Regions from separate parts of the Rattus norvegicus genome. Here region 1 is linked to region 2. The links are chromatin contacts, called in public Hi-C maps. All regions are on one chromosome and are shown on one strand. Each heading gives the region's core, a stretch centred on a gene start, on an enhancer-like site or on the middle of the called end of the contact. The rest is flanking DNA. Distances are from core to core; before and after follow the strand shown. Region 1 overlaps Cacna1s (calcium voltage-gated channel subunit alpha1 S). Region 2 holds the start of Ascl5 (achaete-scute family bHLH transcription factor 5).

Region 1 (4,965 bases), core at 1,256-3,755, 41 kb before region 2:
TATATAAGTACACTGTGGCTGTCTTCAGATACACCAGAAGAGGGCATCAGATCCCTTTACAGATGGTTGTGAGCCACCATGTGGTTGCTGGGAATTGAACTCATGACCTCTGGAAGAACAGTCAGGTGTTCTTAACCGCTGAGCCATCTCTCTAGCCCAGAATGAACCGTTCTTATATTCTCTCTCTCTCTCCCTCCCTCTCTCTCTCTCTCTCTCTCTCTCTCTCTCTCTCTCTCTCTCTCTCTCTCTCACCCAGGTTGGCCTCAAACTCACAGAGATCCACGATCCACCTGCCTCTACTTCCCGAGTGCTAGGATTAAAGGCAGGTACTACCACTGTCTGGCTCCCATTATCTCTTGAGCTTTGGCCAGGAAAGTGACCACCGAGGTCCGAGGTGAAGCAGAGAGCACAGATATTCCAAGCATATTCCTAAAGTTGAGTTCTGCTTGGTTCCCCCACAGACAGTGCCTGCTCCCCACCTTGTCAGCCTGGCCATGACTCTCAGGAATGCCAAGAATGCCTGAGTCTGCTGGTGGATACCTGTGGATTCCTCAACCATCCCAAACCCACCTCCTCTCCTCTCCTCTCCTCTCCTCTCCTCTCCTCTCCTCTCCTCTCCTCTCCTCTCCTCTCCTCTCCTCTCCTCTCCTCTCCTCTCCCCTCCTCTCCCCTCCCCTCCCCTCCCCTCTCCCCTTCCCTTGCCCTCCCCTCCCCTCCCTTCTCCTCTCCTCTTCTGTCCTCTCTGATCCTAACAGCTCCCCTGTCCCGACCCCACCCCATTCCCTAACAGGACACTTCCATCTACCCAGCCTGACATGACTGTTTAATTGCATGGAGGGCTCATTCTTAACATTTATATTTTTGCAGATCCCTAATTCTTTATCCCTTTGTCTGTTTTGTTAGTTTTACTGCATATTTCGCTTCTCTTTTCTTTTCTCTTCTTTTCTTTTCCTTCAGTACTGACTATTGAACTTGAGGTCTCCCATACGATAGGCAAGTGCTCTCTGCCACTGACCTATATTCCCATGCCTCCGCCTCTAGGGGAGCTGGGATTACAGGACTATGCATTAGGCCCAGATTGCACAGAACGTTTGTCATAAGCCACCAAGATTTATTTTTGGAAAGAGGTTAGATATAAATATATTTGGTGGCCTTGGTGAGGCCTCTCTCCAACGCACATGCTCTGTGCCTCCTGCTCTCATTTCTCTCCAGCCCTTTCTCTTCATGCTCACATCAGATCTCCCATAGCTGTCACGCTCCCACCTGCATGCCAGCCACAAGCACCAAGAGGGGACAGTCATTAGACGACACAAGTCCACAGGAAGTGTTCTCAGTTCCCACTAGGTAGTTGAAGAAATTTTGCCAGCCTTACGCTCCACTCTGCACTTAGCGAAATCATTTCCTGTGATCACCTGTTTGATTTGTGGAAGGCCTGCTGTGTGCCAAATACGGACCATCCAGAGCCCAGAAAGTCCAACTGGAGCTTAGAGACACGGAAGGGAACCAGCCGATTCCGAAATAAGAAGCAAAATGCTCAGAAGGACCCATGAGGGAGCTGACAGGCCACGTAGTGCTAACCCATCCTGGCGTCTGCATCTGCCATGCATGGTGTCCTGGTCCAGATGAGTACGGTTCACACAGCAGCCAGCAGCCACGTGCACTCAGGAGATGCTTGCAGGCAGTTTGTAGCTCTGCTTCCCACCTTCCTCCCATGCTGCCCTTGTGAGTTTTCACACAGTGACAGTCTGGCAGTCATGGTTTTGTCAGAGGACAGAGAGGAGCGATTTGCTCCACCACTATATTAATGAAAATATCTTTCTTTGGACATATCCTACTGGGTCGGAAGGAGTTATATGCCTACCAGCCCCGTGCTCTTTGAAAACTGGGTGTCCATATTGAAGCATATAGCTGGAACTCTGTACAGGTAAATTGGAGCATGCATGGAATATCGTTGCTGTGTGTATTGCAGGGAGAGGCAGGCTTGCAGGTTGCTTCTTTGCAAGGCAAAGGGGGTGTCTTCAGAGTCCTGGTCTCCACATGGAGAGGTCCATGTAGGAGACACAAGAGACACCCACATAGGGAATTCAGTACCAGCACACAGACACTCCAACAGCACCGTGCCTCAGCCCAGGCTCAGGATCCTTACCTGGGAAGTCAGCTGAAGGGTAGGGGTCTTTCACCTCATTGACGTTCGATTCAAACTCATCGATTTTCAGCTGTGGAAAGGAACAGCGGTGGTGGTGAGAAAGCAGAAACTAATGCTTGAACTTACTGGGCATGCTCTGGGGAGCTGTTGTGCCGCTTTCTGAATGTTCCCTATGACCTGAGAGGTGGGTAGTAGTGGAATTGTTATGTCTTACAAATAAGGAGCCAGGTCCTGCAAGGTGCACAACTTGTTCAAGCCTGCGCTGGGCAAAACCAAGGTTTTAGCCAGTCTTAGCCTGTCCTCTCTGTGTGCTGCCTTAACTCTCTACAAGAGATCCAAGCTCCTTAGGTTACACCGTGCAGCTTCTCTGCAGCTTAGGACTCTCCTGGCTCCTGAACTCTCTTTCCTCACTCTCCACAGTGGTGAACGGGGTCAGACTGAAACACACAGGGAAGGACTAGCAAGAGTGGAAAGCCAGGCTCTTAGTAGAACATTGGGGGTGGGCGGGTGGGGTGCCTTCCTGATTCTAAGGAAATCTGGATCCCAGGTTGAAGGGCCTATATCTCTCCACACAGGAGTCCCTGTGAGAGATGTAGCCGTTGGCTCTCTACTGTGGTTTGCCCTGGAGTTATCTGTATTTTGGTGCTAATTCCGCTGACCTAAGGACGGCTGCCTAGTCTCATACTCAGGACTCAGGTGACTTCATTAGAACCTTCTCCCCATTTAATTTGTAAAATACAGGTGAGGGCCTATACAGGATAGAACGAGACCTGTCATTGGATGAAAAGGAAGGATGGGCGAGTGAAAAGTTTAAGGGAAGAGGAGGAGGGAGCAGGAGACAGCAGAGTAGCCGCAGGACAACATGGCAGCTGATGTTAAGATTCTATGCTGTACCTTTACAGGTTGTTATGAATGTTCTTGAGGGATGGATGTGTGCAGGGCTTTGTATGTTTAGGTGGGCAATTATATCTTATCAATTGGGTCAGAGGTTATTGGGTTGTGTGTTCTTTCTGGTGGAGAATTGAATTTGGGAGAGTGTGTGGGACGCCACAGAATTAGAATGGATATTTCTGCTATGGGGCAGTCTGCCTTGGGAACTGGATGGGTAGAGAGATTGTTGCCAGGCTCAGAGAGAGGCCTTCAGTAGTGTGATATGGGATGGAGCAAAAGCGGGTGAAAGACTTTGCTGACTGAGATTAAGATATCTATCAGATATCTTGGGGCATTATGGTGCCGGACCTAGAGCGGGCAAAAAGACTGCCTGTTAATTATAATTTTACAACAACAGCTCTCTCTCCTACAGGAGCAAGGTGGTGTTGTCTCCACTTTCCTCCCCAGAGTGACATGAGAAGTCAGAGACCCTCCACCTAGCCTGCAAATTTCCCCATGCTAGACCTCACCTTGGCAGTGGTGGGGATGCCTTCACCCTTGGGTTTCTGCTCCAGCTTCTTGGTCATTGTGGATCTCTCCTCTTCTGACTTGTCTGGGAGCCCTCTAAAATGAAAAACCCAGGAAATTCAAGATGGGAGCCAACAAGGATGGCTCCAGGCCTGACAACACCCTCAGGAACTTCTCACACCCAATGCTCAAGGGCATCTGTGAAGGAAGAAGCAGCACTGGCCACCAGATAGGAAGGGCAGTATGCCCGGGCAAGCCTTTTCTCTGTGGTAAAGGGTTTAATGCTAGACTCTCAGTGGTCATCCATAGTCAGTGAGTGGAGAGTGGCTTTGCACCTCATTTATGTAGGATTCAGAATGGAATTATGGCTTGTGTAAGACACTTCCGACCCTAGAAATATCTGGGGACTTTGCTGCTCCTTCTATCCCTAGCTCTTTCCATCTTGCCTCCAAGAAACGGGCATCCCATTCCTGCAGGCATGTGCATCTGAAGAAGCAGGCTCCAAACTGAAATTCAGTTGCCTAAACTGTGATCGTCCAAGCCCAAACAGCGTCAGCGCTACCTGGGGACTGACTAGAATATTCAAACCTTCTTCTACCCCACCTGGTTCAGGGCAGTCCGCATGGACTCTACATCTCTCAAAGCTTCCAGATTGTTCGTTTGCAGCTTGGATTTGAGAAATACTGTCTAGAAAACCTATACACTGTCTACTCCCGGAGGCACCAGATGGAAACTTGAGAAGAAGATGGCCGCCTCCAAGAGGAACAGTGACTCAAAAGCAGGTCCTGCTTGGAGAAGCCTGCTCACAGGAGCAGGTGTCATGTGGCCCCTGCTCATCTGGCTCAAGGAGAAGTTCTGCTTACAGCCTAGAGGCCATAGGCAGGGCCCAACATTCTGTCTCTCACCAAGAGGGGGCAACACTCACCTAGACATCTTCCTGCGCTTTCTCTCCTCAGCCTTGGCCTTCTGGGCAGATGTCAGGCTCTCAGCCTCTGCCAGGTTGTCCACAGCGATAGCCAGGAAGACATTGAGAAGGATGTCTACGGGTCAGCTAAGGAGATCTGAGTTGCCAGTGGAAGGTAGTTTCTGGGGCAGGAGTTTTGCCTGCCTGAGCATTTCCACGCCTGAATCCCTGAGGGGGCAGTTTCTTGTCAGAGCTACACCCCTTGGAAGGGTACAGGCTGAGGAGCATAGACAAGTCCTTGGGGAATTTGCCTGCAAAAGTAGCCATAATGGCACCTAAATCCACCATGCCTTTGAGACTTATTCTTTTCCTGCCAAAACAGACCCTGACTCCCCCGACAGGAATCCCTGGGAGTGAGGGGAAGCGAGGGGTGCTGATGTCACCCCTGCCTCTTCATGGTGTCAGATTCCATAGCTCAGCACCAGGACCCTTCGGACACCATCAACATCTCTGCCTA
Region 2 (4,748 bases), core at 1,857-4,356:
TCTCAGAACCCACTCAACACAGGCCTCCTCTCTGCAGTCCCTCCTTTCCCCCAAATAACCCAGATATTGTCATTGTTATTTCCAGAACAAACCCAGAGAGAGATTGAGGTCCCTGCCCCCAGGGCACTACTTCTGAGCTAAAACATCCAAGTTTGCTCGTCAGCATCCAAGAGCCAATAAGAGCAGGCCTCCCCTCAAATCTATTTCTCCAGTTTCATTTGTAACTGGGACTAGGGCCAGTGGAACTTGTCCCTGGACTGTCACTCCTTCTCCACCCTCCCTCTGTGGAGGATTTCCTCAGGAGCTGCTCTGTCTTTCATCTTGTGCAAAGCCTTAGGTGGCACCCCATGATGACAGAGACCTGAACACACTTAGAAAGACTCCCATGAACACAGGCCCTCCCCAAGATGCTCGGTAGCTCGATGGCTGTCACCTATGACCCAAGTGTTCTCCTCAGGTTCCAAGGAGCCTCTTTCCATTGTGGTGGAGACCTCCCTTCCTGCTGGCCTGCGGTAGGTTCACCCATTTTCCAAGAGCCTGGTCACCTTGATGCTGAAAGTCTGAGCTTTGTGACCACCCCAGCCTCCCACCGCTCCCACCGCTCCCTGCTCCATCTTGCCCAGGCACTGAAAAGGATACTTCCACTCCACGACGCTGATGCAGGCCTTCCTCAGGGGGTTCTGGAGAGTCAAGCAGAGCAAGGCCCGGGGTGGCCTCGGCAGAATCTCAGGAACGGGTTTCTTAGGCTGCTTCTTCCTCAGGCCCTCATCCTGGGGTGAGGACGGCTCCATGGCTTTCCCTGACACCCCTCCCTTCCCTCACTCCCCCGGTCCACTGCCCTCTCCTCCCTGTGTCCCCAGTGCCCCCACCTTGGGGACTGGACCTGACTGAGCCTATCCTGCTGAGGCAGTCAGACAGGGCGGGCGGACGGGTGTGGGGGTGGGAGGATTACTCTCTCTGCTCCCAGAGAGTAAAATTAGCCCCTCCTGCCCAGCCCAAGCTCCCGCAGCCAGACAGCTGTCATTCCTTCCAGTCCAGCCAGTGACATCCCAGTCTGCCCCCAAGGAGGCAAGGGCTAGGAGTAAAGGGGTGACTTTTTATATCCAGGCTTGGGATGAGGTGGGGGCAATGGGAGGCAGGAAGGCCTCCCAGCTGGGGCAGTGGGGTTCAGGGAGAGCAGCCTGTGCAGTGGAGCCACAAACTTCAGACAGGTCCCTCGTATGGAGATTGAGTTTCTCTCCACCCTAGCTCCGTGGCTCTGTCCAGAGAAAGTGTTGGGAGTGTTGGCTTAGCTCAGCCTATCTTCACTCTCGCCAGTCTCAGTGCTTGTCAGGATCTGACCAGGACCCCTCTCACACTTGCCGCCCTCATGCCTTCTCCTGTCAGATACGGAGCCACTCTCTTACTAGAGGAAAAGACTCCAGGCAAGCTTGAGTGTGCACTGTTCTCACAGGGCCCCTGGCCCTCCGATCCCTCACTGTACAAGGTCTGTGTGCTTTCTCTCCAGAGCCCTGACCTCTCCAGCGTTCAGTCTCAGCAGACACTAAAGCTCTCCGGAAATATTAGTTGACTGCACTTGCTAGCGAACACCCCCAAGGTGGAGGGTGGGCATAGACAATAATTCAGGAATCACAAAATTCAACAATCCCTTTTTATTTAGCTCTTGATGTAAACACAATGTCATTGGACCCTAGAAGCTTACAAGTCTTGGGGTGGGGAAGGTATTTAAGCCCTTAACCTGGGAAAAGACCAGAAGAGACTATACTGAAAAGGGTAAGAGAGGGGAGGTGACCACTCTCTGACAAGGAAGCCAATGGGCACCAGCGACATCACACACACACACACACACACACACACACACACACACACACACACACACACACACACACACACACACACTCCTCCCAAGTCTGTCAGCTCCAGGGTGCTGAATGCAAGCAGCCTGGTTTTAACTTCCCTTGTCCCTCCCTCAGAATTCCTGGTCTTTAGAGGCCATCAAGATCCTCGCTAGTATTTGAGGCCATCTTGTGGAAGGCCCAGGGATGGCGCATAATAGTCAGAGTGCGACTTGGTGTGGTGGACAACAGAGCCGCGCTGAGGCTGGTACAGGAGCTGTCCAGGACTCTGCTCCTCACCGCAGTCATCACCTTCTGGGATCCCTATCTCGCCAACTCTACCCCGGGCCCGCACATCTGGCTCAAGTGGTTGGAGGTGGGATCACAGAATTCGAACACCACTGTCCTGCTCGGCACAGGCGATCCAGAAGCCCCCAAGCTGTTCCCTAGAGAGACAAGTCGAGGCTTCTGGCGAAATCAAAGGCTGGGTTCCTCCGACTCCAAAAAAGGCGAAGGCGAAAAGGAGGACCCACTGGACTCGGCCACCAGGGAGGGGGGCTGCAGCGCGTTACCGTGGCCGGCGTGGGCGGGCGGCGGGGAGGTGGCGGTGGGTGGCGCGCCATCGGGGGCCGCACTCAGCAGCTCCTGCAAGTACTTGATGTAGCGGATGGCGGCGCGCAGTGTCTCCACCTTGCTGAGCCTCTTTTCAGCCAGGGCACCAGGGAGGTGGCCGCGGAGGCGCGCATAGCCCTCGTTCACGCACTTGACCCGCTGCCGCTCGCGCTCGTTGCGTTTCTGGATGAAGGCGGGCTCGAACGGGTAGTCGTAAACCCCGAAGGCACCGGGGAAGGGCACGTAGGGGAACACCCCAGTGTAGGCATCGTAGTAAGACGGCTCGGAGTGTCCCGGGTATAACAGAAAGGGTACGTTGCCCAGGGGCTCAGTGGCTGCCAGCGGCGTCGGTCCTGCAGGGGCCACGACACCCAGCTGTATGCCCCCCGGGGACCCGCGGTCCACCAGAGCTCGACAGAAGTTACTGTTCATTGTTCCCTGTGGAGCTGGACCCAGAGTGAGGCCCTCACCGAATGGCCTCTGCACAGACTCTGTATGGTCCTGACAACGGGGACAAGTCACATCGCTAGCACTCTGGGGTGCCGCGAGTTGCTAAGGCTTCATTTTGCCTTTTTGGGATGGCTTGGACTTCCTAATGTGAGTCATAGCTCCGGACAAGTGCAGAGCCTTCCTTGCAGGGGCTCAGCAGGTACCTGCTGTGATCGTGCCTGCGGTGCCATGAATTGTGCAATCTGAGGACTTTCTCCCTCTTCTCTTCCCTGGTCCTCCTGAACTGAAAGTCTTGCCTCTTCCTGCAGCCCAACACCAGCACTGTCCCTGGCTCTAGCTGCGAGCCTCCGAGCCTCCGAGCCTCCGTGACCAGATCCCCCAGTGCCCAGTCCTTGTTCCTCACTGGATCTTGTTGCAGGATCCCCAATCTGAGGGGACCTGGGCAGAGGCGGAGAGCGTGGCAGCTCAGCAGAAGAGGTCCCAGAACTTTGCTAAAAGTAGAGAAAAGCGAACATATCACTAAGGAAAGGCTTTTGTGGTACTCCTATCTCCAGAAACGATCAGGAGAAGAGAGGGTGGGGATCTGGAGAGCTGTTGGTCTGAGCTCAAATCTTATGTTCACCCCTCAATCGTCAGGTGACGTCCTTGGATGTATTTCCGTCTTTGGAGAGATAGAAAACATCCTTTACAGTTCCTAAGATGGCAACTGAGAGAGTAAGAACACAGCCCCGGAGCACCCGGTAACCTGGCCTAGCTGATAACGGCAGCCGTTAATATTATGTCCTTTAAGAACTCGGATCATCTCCTCACGGCTTCCTTCCAGGGCCTGACATCTAAAACGGGAGACAGCCTACTGGGGGTGGGGCATGGGGGGGGTTAGAGAGGTGGCTTTGCAATCAAGAGCAGGTACTGCTTTGTACAGAGGGCTAGGTTTCCAGCAGCCAGGGGCTCACCAACTGCCTGTGACACTAGCTACGGAGGACTGGAGGCTCACCCGCACATATCCACACACAGAGACGTGACTAACAGTGATAACATCGGTTAAGAGAGATGATGGAACTAGCAGGAGGAGCAGCAGCTATCTCAACACAAGCCTCTCTCTGGTGGAAGGTAACCCTAATTACAAAGCACTTAGTGCTTAGTTATTTCAAAGCTCCCTGAGGGTCAAACTATCACCTGCCCTGTCCCAGGTCCCACGGGTTCAGGAGGACATATGGGTCTCACCCCATCTTGGTGTTCTCCTGTATAACACCTTACAAGGGCACCTTACAAGGTGTCTTTTCTTTTCTTTTCTTTTCTTTTCTTTTCTTTCCTTTCCTTTCCTTTTTTCTTTTGTTTTCTTTTCCTTTCTTTTCTTTCCCCCTTTGGCGACAGGGTTTCTCTGTGTAGCCTTCGCTGCCCCGGAACTCAATCTGTATCTGTCCAAGCTGAGCCCTGTCCCTAGTATGTAATAGATGTTTCATAAATCATGTCTGAATAACCAAGAAAGAGGATTAGGCCAAAAACTGGGTTTGCCAGGGTGTGGCATAATTACACATAGCCATTCCCCAGGTTTCAGAAAGCTGTTATTTTGGAAATAATTGGTCTGTGTTGGGCTTAAGTGCCGCCAGGTTTCATTGGCTATGCTTATCAGATTCCAGCTCTATGTTCTGCCTCTCTGGCCCTGTTCCCTGTCCCCATGAGTGTTCACAGTGTTCTTAAGTGTCCTTGGGGTGCTCAGAGCTCTGTTCTTCGCTCTCCCCTTTGAGCACGATGCTCAGAGTTTACTGAATGGGTGCGTAATCGGCCTGCATTGAGAAAGTTGGGTGTCCCTAGGCCTTGGCTGTGGGCCAGTCTTGTCTATGTGGCAGA

Evidence for each region. A called contact is a pair of places that touch in the nucleus more often than the background predicts.
Region 1: a Hi-C map of psoas muscle shows a contact between it and region 2, with 3 times the contacts expected there. The contact joins the enhancer-like site here to the promoter of Ascl5 in region 2. A contact is called at or near these places in 8 of 12 Hi-C or Micro-C datasets (the A7r5 cell line, the Rat2 cell line, Schwann cells and 4 more).

Annotation. Positions count from the first base shown.
Region 1 is chr13:50,082,346-50,087,310 of GRCr8, reverse strand. It overlaps Cacna1s (calcium voltage-gated channel subunit alpha1 S), which reads right to left. Exons shown (of 44, transcript NM_053873.1): 14 at 4,470-4,584; 15 at 3,547-3,640; 16 at 2,147-2,216. Among named protein-coding and RNA genes, the nearest start is that of Cacna1s, 39 kb to the right of the region's middle. Within about 2 kb of position 2,505, at least 1 of the 93 cell types and tissues checked has an H3K27ac peak or open chromatin away from gene starts, as enhancers often do.
Region 2 is chr13:50,041,878-50,046,625 of GRCr8, reverse strand. It overlaps Ascl5 (achaete-scute family bHLH transcription factor 5), which reads right to left and starts at 3,106. Exons shown (of 1, transcript NM_001398588.1): 1 at 1,638-3,106. The coding sequence starts at 2,879. The coding sequence ends at 2,313. Cacna1s (calcium voltage-gated channel subunit alpha1 S) reads right to left here and starts at 958. Exons shown (of 44, transcript NM_053873.1): 1 at 640-958. The coding sequence starts at 791.